Linked DNA regions of Mus musculus: regions 1 and 2 are each linked to region 3. A link is a contact called in public HiChIP or PLAC-seq data. All regions are on one chromosome and are shown on one strand. Each heading gives the region's core, a stretch centred on a gene start, on an enhancer-like site or on the middle of the called end of the contact. The rest is flanking DNA. Distances are from core to core; before and after follow the strand shown.

Region 1 (2,700 bases), core at 79-2,578, 55 kb before region 3:
GTGTCTCTGTGATCACATAGAGGTCAGAGAATAACTGTATAGAGCCAGTTCTTTGTCGTAGACTATGTAAAGGTCAGTGAAGACCTTTATGTGTATTCTGTGGGTTGGACTTAGGTCATCAGACGTGTGCAGAAAACACCTTCACCCACAGAGCATCCTGCTAGCTCCAGACCTATGTTTTTAACTGTGTGATCTTCATAGAGCTTAGACTTGCTTGAATTGTGTAACTGCTTCTCTATATTCTCCCAGGGCTTTCTGAAACCTTGCCAGTCTAGCAGGAGAAAGTGGTTGTGGTAATTTTACTTAATTTCATAAGTGAAATTGAAGCTTTTAACACGTTTAACTTCTTAGTTTTCCTTGTTTGCATATTTATTTATTTATTTAAATTACAACCTCTTTTATGAGACCTTGAGCATTATGTTATTGTAGGATTGTAAATTCAATGTTTTACAAGTTGTGTTCTTCAACTGCCATGTAAGAAGAGCAGGAAGATACCACCTCTGAGGTCATGTTGTCCAGCCATTCATACCTGTGGTGATAGAAGCAAGTGAGCACAGGCTTAACCCTCAGGAAACTCGGAGGCCAGTGAGGGGAGCATCTTATGTTTACAGTGAGCTGTATGTGTGGTTGGTAGAGCCAAGTTCCTGTTGCATGGAACATACAAGATAAGCCTGGGAGTTTTGGGGGGGGGGGGAGATGGCTGGATGCCTGTCCTGTGCTTATGTCTCTGCCTTTTTTTTTTTTTTTTTAAATCCCTTTAAAGCTATCTTTCCTTTTCTACCATCTGGTGATTGTGTACACTCCCAGCACTTGGGAGGCAGAGGCAGGCAGGACTCTGAGTTTGAGGCCAGATTGGTCTATGAAGCAAGATCTAGGACAGCCAGGGCTACACAGAGAAACCCTGTCTCTAAACAGCAAAACATTCTACCATCTGATTGCCATCCCTGGTTCATCCTCATCTCTAAAGTGGGAATCGCTGTTCTCATAGCTCACAAAGCTGCTGTAACTAAGCTCTTCCTTCTAAAACACTTAACTTAAAAGCTAGAATGTAGGGCTGGAGAGATGGTTCAGCGGCTAAGAGCACTGACTGGTCCTGAGTACAAATCCCGCAACCACATGGTGGCTCACAACCATCCATAACGAGATCTGATGCCCTCATAAGTACAGCTACAGTGTACTTACATATAATAATAAATAAATCTTTAAAAAAAAATGCTGGACTGTGGTGAGAGCTCAGGGGAGCAGCCATTGTGTTCCTCCACCATGTTCCTAGGTGCTGGAAATTGCTCAGCTGCTCTTCAATACACTCTGCTGCTGTAGGGAGTGGTTCACCATCAGTCAGTTCTAGACCTTGGTTGTATTTGAGAGGAGTCCTCTGATACAGCTTTGTCTAAGACAGATTCCACCTTGGAAATTCCTGCCACCTGTGGCTAAGAAACTTCAGAGATTGTAGCACAGGTATTAAAAATACAATACCTATTTTAAGCTTAAATCTTGTATTACTAAATAATGACATAAAAGTTCAAAAGATATTTTAAAAACTGCTCAGTACAGAGAGGCTTAGGGCTCTGGCTCCTCTCTATCTTCCTGTCTCAGGGAAGCTGAGTCAGAACATTCAGATGTGGCTTCCTGAAGGGTTTGTGTGTATGAAAAAGAACTTTCTAGAGTGTGTATGCATGTTGATCTCACACACTCCTTTGCTTATACATCCTGATTTCTGTTTTTGTTAGAGAACACAACGCAGACAAGGATGTAGCCCAGTTGGAAGAGTGCTTGGGGTTTGGTGGTAGCCCTGCATAGATGGGTATGCTGTACACACCTGCCATCCCAGCAGCTCAACCTTGGTGCACAGCAAGTGGGAAACCACTCTACATGAGAGTCTGTCTCAAACCAAAACAAAAACAAACAAAAAAAAAAACAAACTCTCAGGGCTTTGAAACCATCCTTGCAAATTGCTTTGGAGCTCATAAAGACGTTACCATTACAAGTATTCAAAGTGTTCAAAGTGGCTAGGTGACAGTAGCACCTGCCTTTAATCCTGGCACTCAGGAGACAGGCAGGCCTGATCTATGGATCAAGTTCCAAACCTACACAGAGAAAACCCCTTCTCAAAAAACAAAAACAGAAAAACAAGCATTCAGAGTATCTTGGCTAATAACTATGAGGAGGAAAATCCCGTGTAGACTTAAAAATTATGTTTATAAATGTATTATGGCAAAGAAGTGTAGAAGACTGATAAAAGAGGATTGTTGGTTCTGGGCTAGCCTGAGCTATATAGCAAGACCCTGTCTCAATTAAAAAAAAAAATCAAAAGAAATAGAAGTAGACCAAACAACAGGACAAATTTCATGTCATTCAGAAATGTGCACTGTTAAGATTTCTATCTTTTAATCTTACTCCTATATATTGTAGCTTTCAAAATTAGTATTACTGCAATGCTTTGTATGCTTTTTTTCTTTGTTTATTTGCACATGTGCATGTATGTACATGTTTTTCTTTTTTCTTTATTTGTTTATTTGCACATGTGCATGTATGTACATGTTTTACTGTATATGGAGAGGTCAGACGACAACTTCCAAGACTCATTTCCATCTTTCTATCCTCTGGGTCTTAGGTCTGGGTCTTGGATCATTAGCTTTGGCAGCAACCTTTACAGACCGAGCCATCTCACTGGCCCACCACCTTATTTTTGGAGACACA
Region 2 (2,700 bases), core at 130-2,629, 37 kb after region 3:
GAGGTGGCATGCTTCCCTACTGCCTGCTCTCTGTGTGACCTGAGCGAATTCCTGGCCCTCTCTGTGGCCTGTGGCCCGGTTTCTCATCTGGGGAAACTGGATAATTCCAAGGTCAGAGTCCCCTCTCTCTGTGAAGGCACCACACCTAGACACAAGATGGGCCGTTCCGTTTGTCAACCCGCTGCCTGCCATCTCTGGGTTTAAAATCCAAACTCAGAGGTGGAGTCTCAGGCAGGACGCCCCAAGTCTGGGGCATCACTGGCTTTGAGGATCCCTGGTTCGGGGCGCGGCTGTGATGGGGCTGGGCTGCTTGCCCTTTTGCCTGGCAATTCTTGGGTGCAGGGACCACAGCGGTTCCACTCTGCCTGGCCTGGGATCCACCCCAGCCAGGACAACCTACCCGAGGACCTGCCTTGCACAAGAGAAGGCAGGGGGTGACGAGATACTCCTCTCCTTTGGAACTGCCTGGCAACCAGCCAGGCGGCCACATTCGGGGTAAGGCAAGGTTCTGGACCGGGCTGGTCTCCGGCCCCTGGAAGTGAGGGGCCTTCTCTTTCCCCTGCTCACTAGCTCCGCTAAGAACAGGACAGCTACACCCTGGTCAGGACAAGGATGCTAGACCAGTATGTCCAACACTGAAAGATGCCTCTGCCACTCACTAGGAAGCTTTGTTAGTAGGGCCCCTGCCATAGAATCCGCCCAGGGTGGAGCCCCTCAGTATCTGCATAGAGTCCTCAGTATCTGCACTGAAGCAGCAGTTGGCCCTGCAGCGAGCAGAGGATGCGGTGGGATGGGGGAGTTCCGCAAAGTTAGCCAGAGCCTCATTTAAGAGCTCCGCCCTGTGAGCAGGAAGCAGATAAGGGTGATTTGGGAGACTTGCTTTATTCTGGGGTACAGGCTGTCCTCCCCTTCCAGCCTCAATCTGGCCAGAGTGGAAAAAGCTTCCAGGGGCCTCGTGGCTTTTGCTCTCCGTGAGTCCTAAGCAAAGAACACACTCCCAGCATTTGGAACAGACCCTGTCTGCGGACCCCCAAACTCCAGTCAAAGGGCCTGGCCCATCATTTGGGTCAACGAGTGTAAGCGCCCAGAGAGGACGGGACTCACGCTTGGCAGCCTGGAGAGGCAGTCCTGCAGCCAGCAGCAGAAATCCCAGGACCCCGCAGAGACTTTCCATGCTGACTCCGAGCGCCTGCAACCAGTCAGGGCTTGACTCTGACTCCCCAGTCCCATCCACCAGGAGTCACAGTGTCGGCCTCCTGCGATCCGCTCTGTTTTATGAAATACGGGGCCAGAGGGAGATCATGTGATGTTTTAAGCAGTGTGGCTTGATCTCCCAAATTCCATCGCTTAACAACTCGTGCTCATGAGTCACTTGCCCCTGGCATCTATTTATTGACTTCGGATGCACGGTGTTTTCATTTTGTGATGCCACATTTGCTCCTCCCCCCTTTCTCTCCCTCCCCCTCCATCTTTCCTAGCTTAAAGGGAGCTTTCTAACATCCTGTTCTGACATTCTTTACCAAACGAAACCTGGTCGTTGGTGGACTTTGTGGTTTCTCTTTTGTGTCACTTCGGTACTCACACTGAAACATCTTTCCAGAATCTGGACAGCCCGCGTTCTCTTCCCCCAGAACAGACAGATCCAAGGTATCATTTCAGTCAATGCCACTGTGCTGTGCATGCATGCATACAAACATTGCATGCTATGTCAGAAATTGCAAGTTCGGGACAGCCCACGGGCTTCAAGCAGAGGAGAAATGTACCCCAAAGCTAAAGTTTCTGGCATATCGACCTGGCTCTGCAGAATGCCCAGAACGAACTGCATCATTTTTGGTAACTTCTCTAAGATAGCTGCTCCAAGTAACTTCAGGCGACTTGTGGGAAGCACACTTGTATTGCCAAAGAGCAAGCATTAGGTGTGAAATCACCCGTCTCTGGAACATAAATGTCATGTGATTAAGCTGTTTCTGGTTGTAGACTGTGGAAACTTGGCCCTGTGACCCTCTCACTGTCAGGACACATCCCTAAGACTGTTTTCTGGGCAGGAGAAGTCTTGGTTGTGGCACACAGTGACTTACAGTCCATTGTAATTCAGGGACCAGAGCTCCTGTGGGGGAAAACCACGTGGAGCAGAAGTGGACGCAACCACAAAGAAGCAAAAGTCTCCAATGCAGAGGAGAAAGGGAAAGAACTGCTTTTGTGTAACATAAATCATATACAGAGCTCTGTCTGCTTGTTTACACACATGTAACCTTTCAATTAAAAATGAACACCCTCTTCTGGTGTGTCTGAAGACAGCTACCATGTACTCATAAGTAAAATAAACAAACATGTCGGTGAACTCCTTCAGTCCCAGCACTAGAGAGGCAGAGGCATCTGGATGTCTCTAAGTTCAAGCCCAGCCTGGTCCTACTTAGCAAGTTCCAGGGAAGCTAAGGCTACAGAGTGAGTCCCTGACTCAAAAACAAAACAAAAGTAAAAAAATCAGAAAAGCGAGCTTTTGTGCTGGTACGCTTGTTCAGTAGGTGAAGACATTAACCTACCAAGCTTGAAGATCTGAGTTTAATCCCTGGAACCTGTGTGGTGGGAAGAAGAAACTAACTTTTGCAAGTTGTCCTCTGATCTTCACACAAGAGCCGTGGCATGTGCCCTTATCCCCAACCCCCAAGCAAATGTAAAAACTGAAACAAGTTTTCAACT
Region 3 (2,700 bases), core at 135-2,634:
CTGGAGGAACCTGGATCACACAAATGTCTCTTGCATTTTCTTGCCTCAGAAGTGAAACCAGCATATCGATGTCAAACTTGGCACCAATGTGATCTGAAAATGCAGAAACGCTTGTGTCAGATGGCTGAGGAGAATACAGACCTACATTTGTCTACAGAAGCAGACTGACACGAAGTCTCCTGGAGACAGTGGAACTGCTCCCCCTACAAGTGTATTTATATCTAAAATGCTTTGGTGAACACTAGGCAGGAGGATCCCAGGTTCAATGTTAGGCTGAGCAACTCAGAAAGACAAGGTCTAAAGATTTTTTATTTTTAAACTAAAAGACTGAAGGTGTGCTTCAGTGGTGGCATGTACGTGGCCCTGGGTCCAACCCCTAATACCATCTCCATTCAAGACAAACTAAACCAACCAACCAAAAACCAGCTTAAAACTGAACCCGGACAACAGTTCCCTAAAGCACTGCTCAGCTTTCCTAGGTAGAAGGTTCAGATTACGGACACTGGATACTGCGATTACCAAACGGAAGCAGAAGCAAATGTCTTTCTATTTACTAGTACTGAAAGGAACAACACTCCACAAATGCAGAGATGCTACACAACAACCAGCGGCATGATTTGAGGGAGAGGACAATATCCTAGGGCACACGTTAAATCGAATCGCAGATTAAAAAGGTTACTTAACTATACTGTATGGTAGGCGGGTTCTCAAGACAATACCTGGTCCACAGCCTTCAACAGATATGAAGAAACGAGGCTGCTAGGACTAGTGCTACTAAGACCAACCAGTCCACCTGCTACGACCCTGGGCAGATCGTGAGACGGGGTGGATCCTGGGCTGTGAAGCCAAGAGCCGGATGTTGCCCGCTCTATGACTGGAATTTTGACGACAACACGCTACCTTAGCCTCCCTCTAGGACTCTCGGGTACGCAAAGCAAAGTTGGTGCCGACCACCTCCCAAATCCCTTCCAGCTCTGCGTCTGCGCGAATGGCTATTTCTCTTGCCCCCGAAGCGCACAGGAAAGCCCAGGGCCGCCTGGGTCAGGCCGGGCCACCAGGTGTCCTGCCCGCGTACCTGCGGGTCCGGGCTGCAGGCGAGCGTCGCCAGCGGTCCGCTCCTCGGGCTGAGGCCCATGGTGCAGGCCGCGCGTTAGGCTCGGGGTCAGGCAGGTCGCGGGCCTCGCGGGAAGCCATCGCTCTGCCAGCCGCGGAAGCCAGGGAACCGAAGCCATTGCGGGGCCGGCTCTCTGGAAGACCGCCCTGCGCCACAGCAGCGGCCATAAACGCCGCGCGGGCGACCAGCCCGGACCCATAGCTCTCGCCGCGACTTCTCTGGGGGGAGGTGGTGGAGCTTCCGGGCGGCTCCGGGATTCTACGTCACGAAGTGGGCGGGTCTGTAACCGGAAACGGTGATTTAGACGGATTGCCTGGGGAGTAGTTTAAGGAATGAGGAGGACCGTGTGGATGGTGGTGGCTTACGCTTTTACTTTCCGCACTTGGTAGGCCGAGGCAGATCTCTGAATTCAAGGCCAGCCTATTCTACAAAGTGAGTTCCAGGACACCCAGGGATACACAGACAAACCTTGTCTCTCTTTTTTAAAAAAAAGAAAGGAAAGGAAGGAAAAGGAAAAAAAAAAGTGAGCCCAGATAATCTTTATGGGGCTGGAGAAGATGGCTCTATGGTTAAGAGCACTATCTGCTCTTTCAGAGGTCCTGAGAATTGATTCCCAGCAACCACATGGTGGCTCACAACCACCTATAATAGGATCTGATGCCCTCTTCTGTCTTGTAGGCATACATAAATAAATACATCTTAAAAGGAATTAAAGGGTTCCTACCTCTCTCTCTCTCTTTCCTCTTCTTCTTTCTCCTTTCCTTTTCTCCTTCCCTCCCACTTTCTCCAGCCCCTTCAAACCCTCTCTAGCTCTCTCCTTTCTGTTTTTCCTCTCCCCCAAATATGCAGAAATTAACCCTGTCAGATAGGAATTAAGTATTTTTAGCCATTTCCCACTGTCCAAAAAACAAAAAAGCAAACAAACAAAAAACCCTAAATTCAAGAACTAGAAAGATGGCTGAGCAGTCAAAAGTACAGACTGAATTTAATTTCAATGGTATTAAATGCCCTCTTCAGATGAAGTGCACAAACATATTGTACAGACATATAAGTAGGCAAAACACCTGAACACATAAAATTAAAAACACAAAACAAAAATGAATCATACAAAAAAGAAGAAAAAAGTTTGAATGGCGGCATCAGGTATGGTTGATTGCTTTCAAATGAAAGATATGGGTCATTAAATGAAAATCTCAGTGCTGGGTTTGGGATACTATCATCCCTACATTATTGGTCAGGGCAGCTATGGGCCCACCTAAAAACAAGTGAGGCTATTTTGGTTGTCTCCCACAACTAGATGGTAAGACCATACATATTGGTGAAGACAACACTCCTTGTTTTCAAGCTGAAACTAATCTAAAACCTTCTTACCTGCTGCCCAGCTTTCATGGAGTCAGGAGGTGGCATGCAGGTCACTGGGGGAGAAAAGCCATCAGTGGACTTACCCTGAGTGATAATTCCAATGCCAGGCCAGATGCGCCCACTGAGTCAATAGTGCATGAGTTATGGGGTTAGCCAGCCAACCACCTTCTGATTAGATCTGAGCCCTGCCTCACAGGAGGGAATCCATGCCTAGCACTGTAACT

What was found. HiChIP or PLAC-seq counts read pairs in DNA pulled down with a chosen protein or histone mark.
Region 1: a BATF HiChIP or PLAC-seq map of CD8 T cells shows a contact between it and region 3, with 17 read pairs. The contact joins the enhancer-like site here to the promoter of Malsu1 in region 3. A contact is called at or near these places in 2 of 39 promoter capture datasets (cranial neural crest and macrophages), 9 of 484 Hi-C or Micro-C datasets (B cells, CD8 T cells, Th1 cells and 6 more), 14 of 115 datasets of contacts at active chromatin or transcription factors (the 230-238 cell line, CD8 T cells, the SCID.adh cell line and 6 more) and 3 of 9 other capture datasets (adipose tissue, embryonic stem cells and pancreatic islet).
Region 2: an H3K27ac HiChIP or PLAC-seq map of embryonic stem cells shows a contact between it and region 3, with 10 read pairs. The contact joins the promoter of Gpnmb here to the promoter of Malsu1 in region 3. A contact is called at or near these places in 5 of 39 promoter capture datasets (cranial neural crest, embryonic stem cells, frontonasal cranial neural crest and 2 more), 5 of 484 Hi-C or Micro-C datasets (CD4 T cells, embryonic fibroblasts, embryonic stem cells and 2 more), 7 of 115 datasets of contacts at active chromatin or transcription factors (the SCID.adh cell line, effector CD8 T cells, embryonic stem cells and 2 more) and 3 of 9 other capture datasets (adipose tissue, liver and pancreatic islet).

Annotation. Positions count from the first base shown.
Region 1 is chr6:49,127,384-49,130,083 of GRCm38.p6, reverse strand. The region is part of intron 5 of Igf2bp3 (insulin-like growth factor 2 mRNA binding protein 3); the gene reads left to right. It also overlaps a transcript of Malsu1 not described here. Among named protein-coding and RNA genes, the nearest start is that of Malsu1, 55 kb to the right of the region's middle. Within about 2 kb of position 1,328, at least 10 of the 459 cell types and tissues checked have an H3K27ac peak or open chromatin away from gene starts, as enhancers often do. A contact at or near this core is called in CD8 T cells, Th1 cells and Th2 cells, where this site is marked.
Region 2 is chr6:49,035,197-49,037,896 of GRCm38.p6, reverse strand. Gpnmb (glycoprotein (transmembrane) nmb) reads right to left here and starts at 1,379. Exons shown (of 11, transcript NM_053110.4): 1 at 1,105-1,379. The coding sequence starts at 1,174.
Region 3 is chr6:49,072,479-49,075,178 of GRCm38.p6, reverse strand. It overlaps Malsu1 (mitochondrial assembly of ribosomal large subunit 1), which reads right to left and starts at 1,384. Exons shown (of 4, transcript NM_029353.1): 1 at 1,076-1,384; 2 at 1-93. The coding sequence starts at 1,313.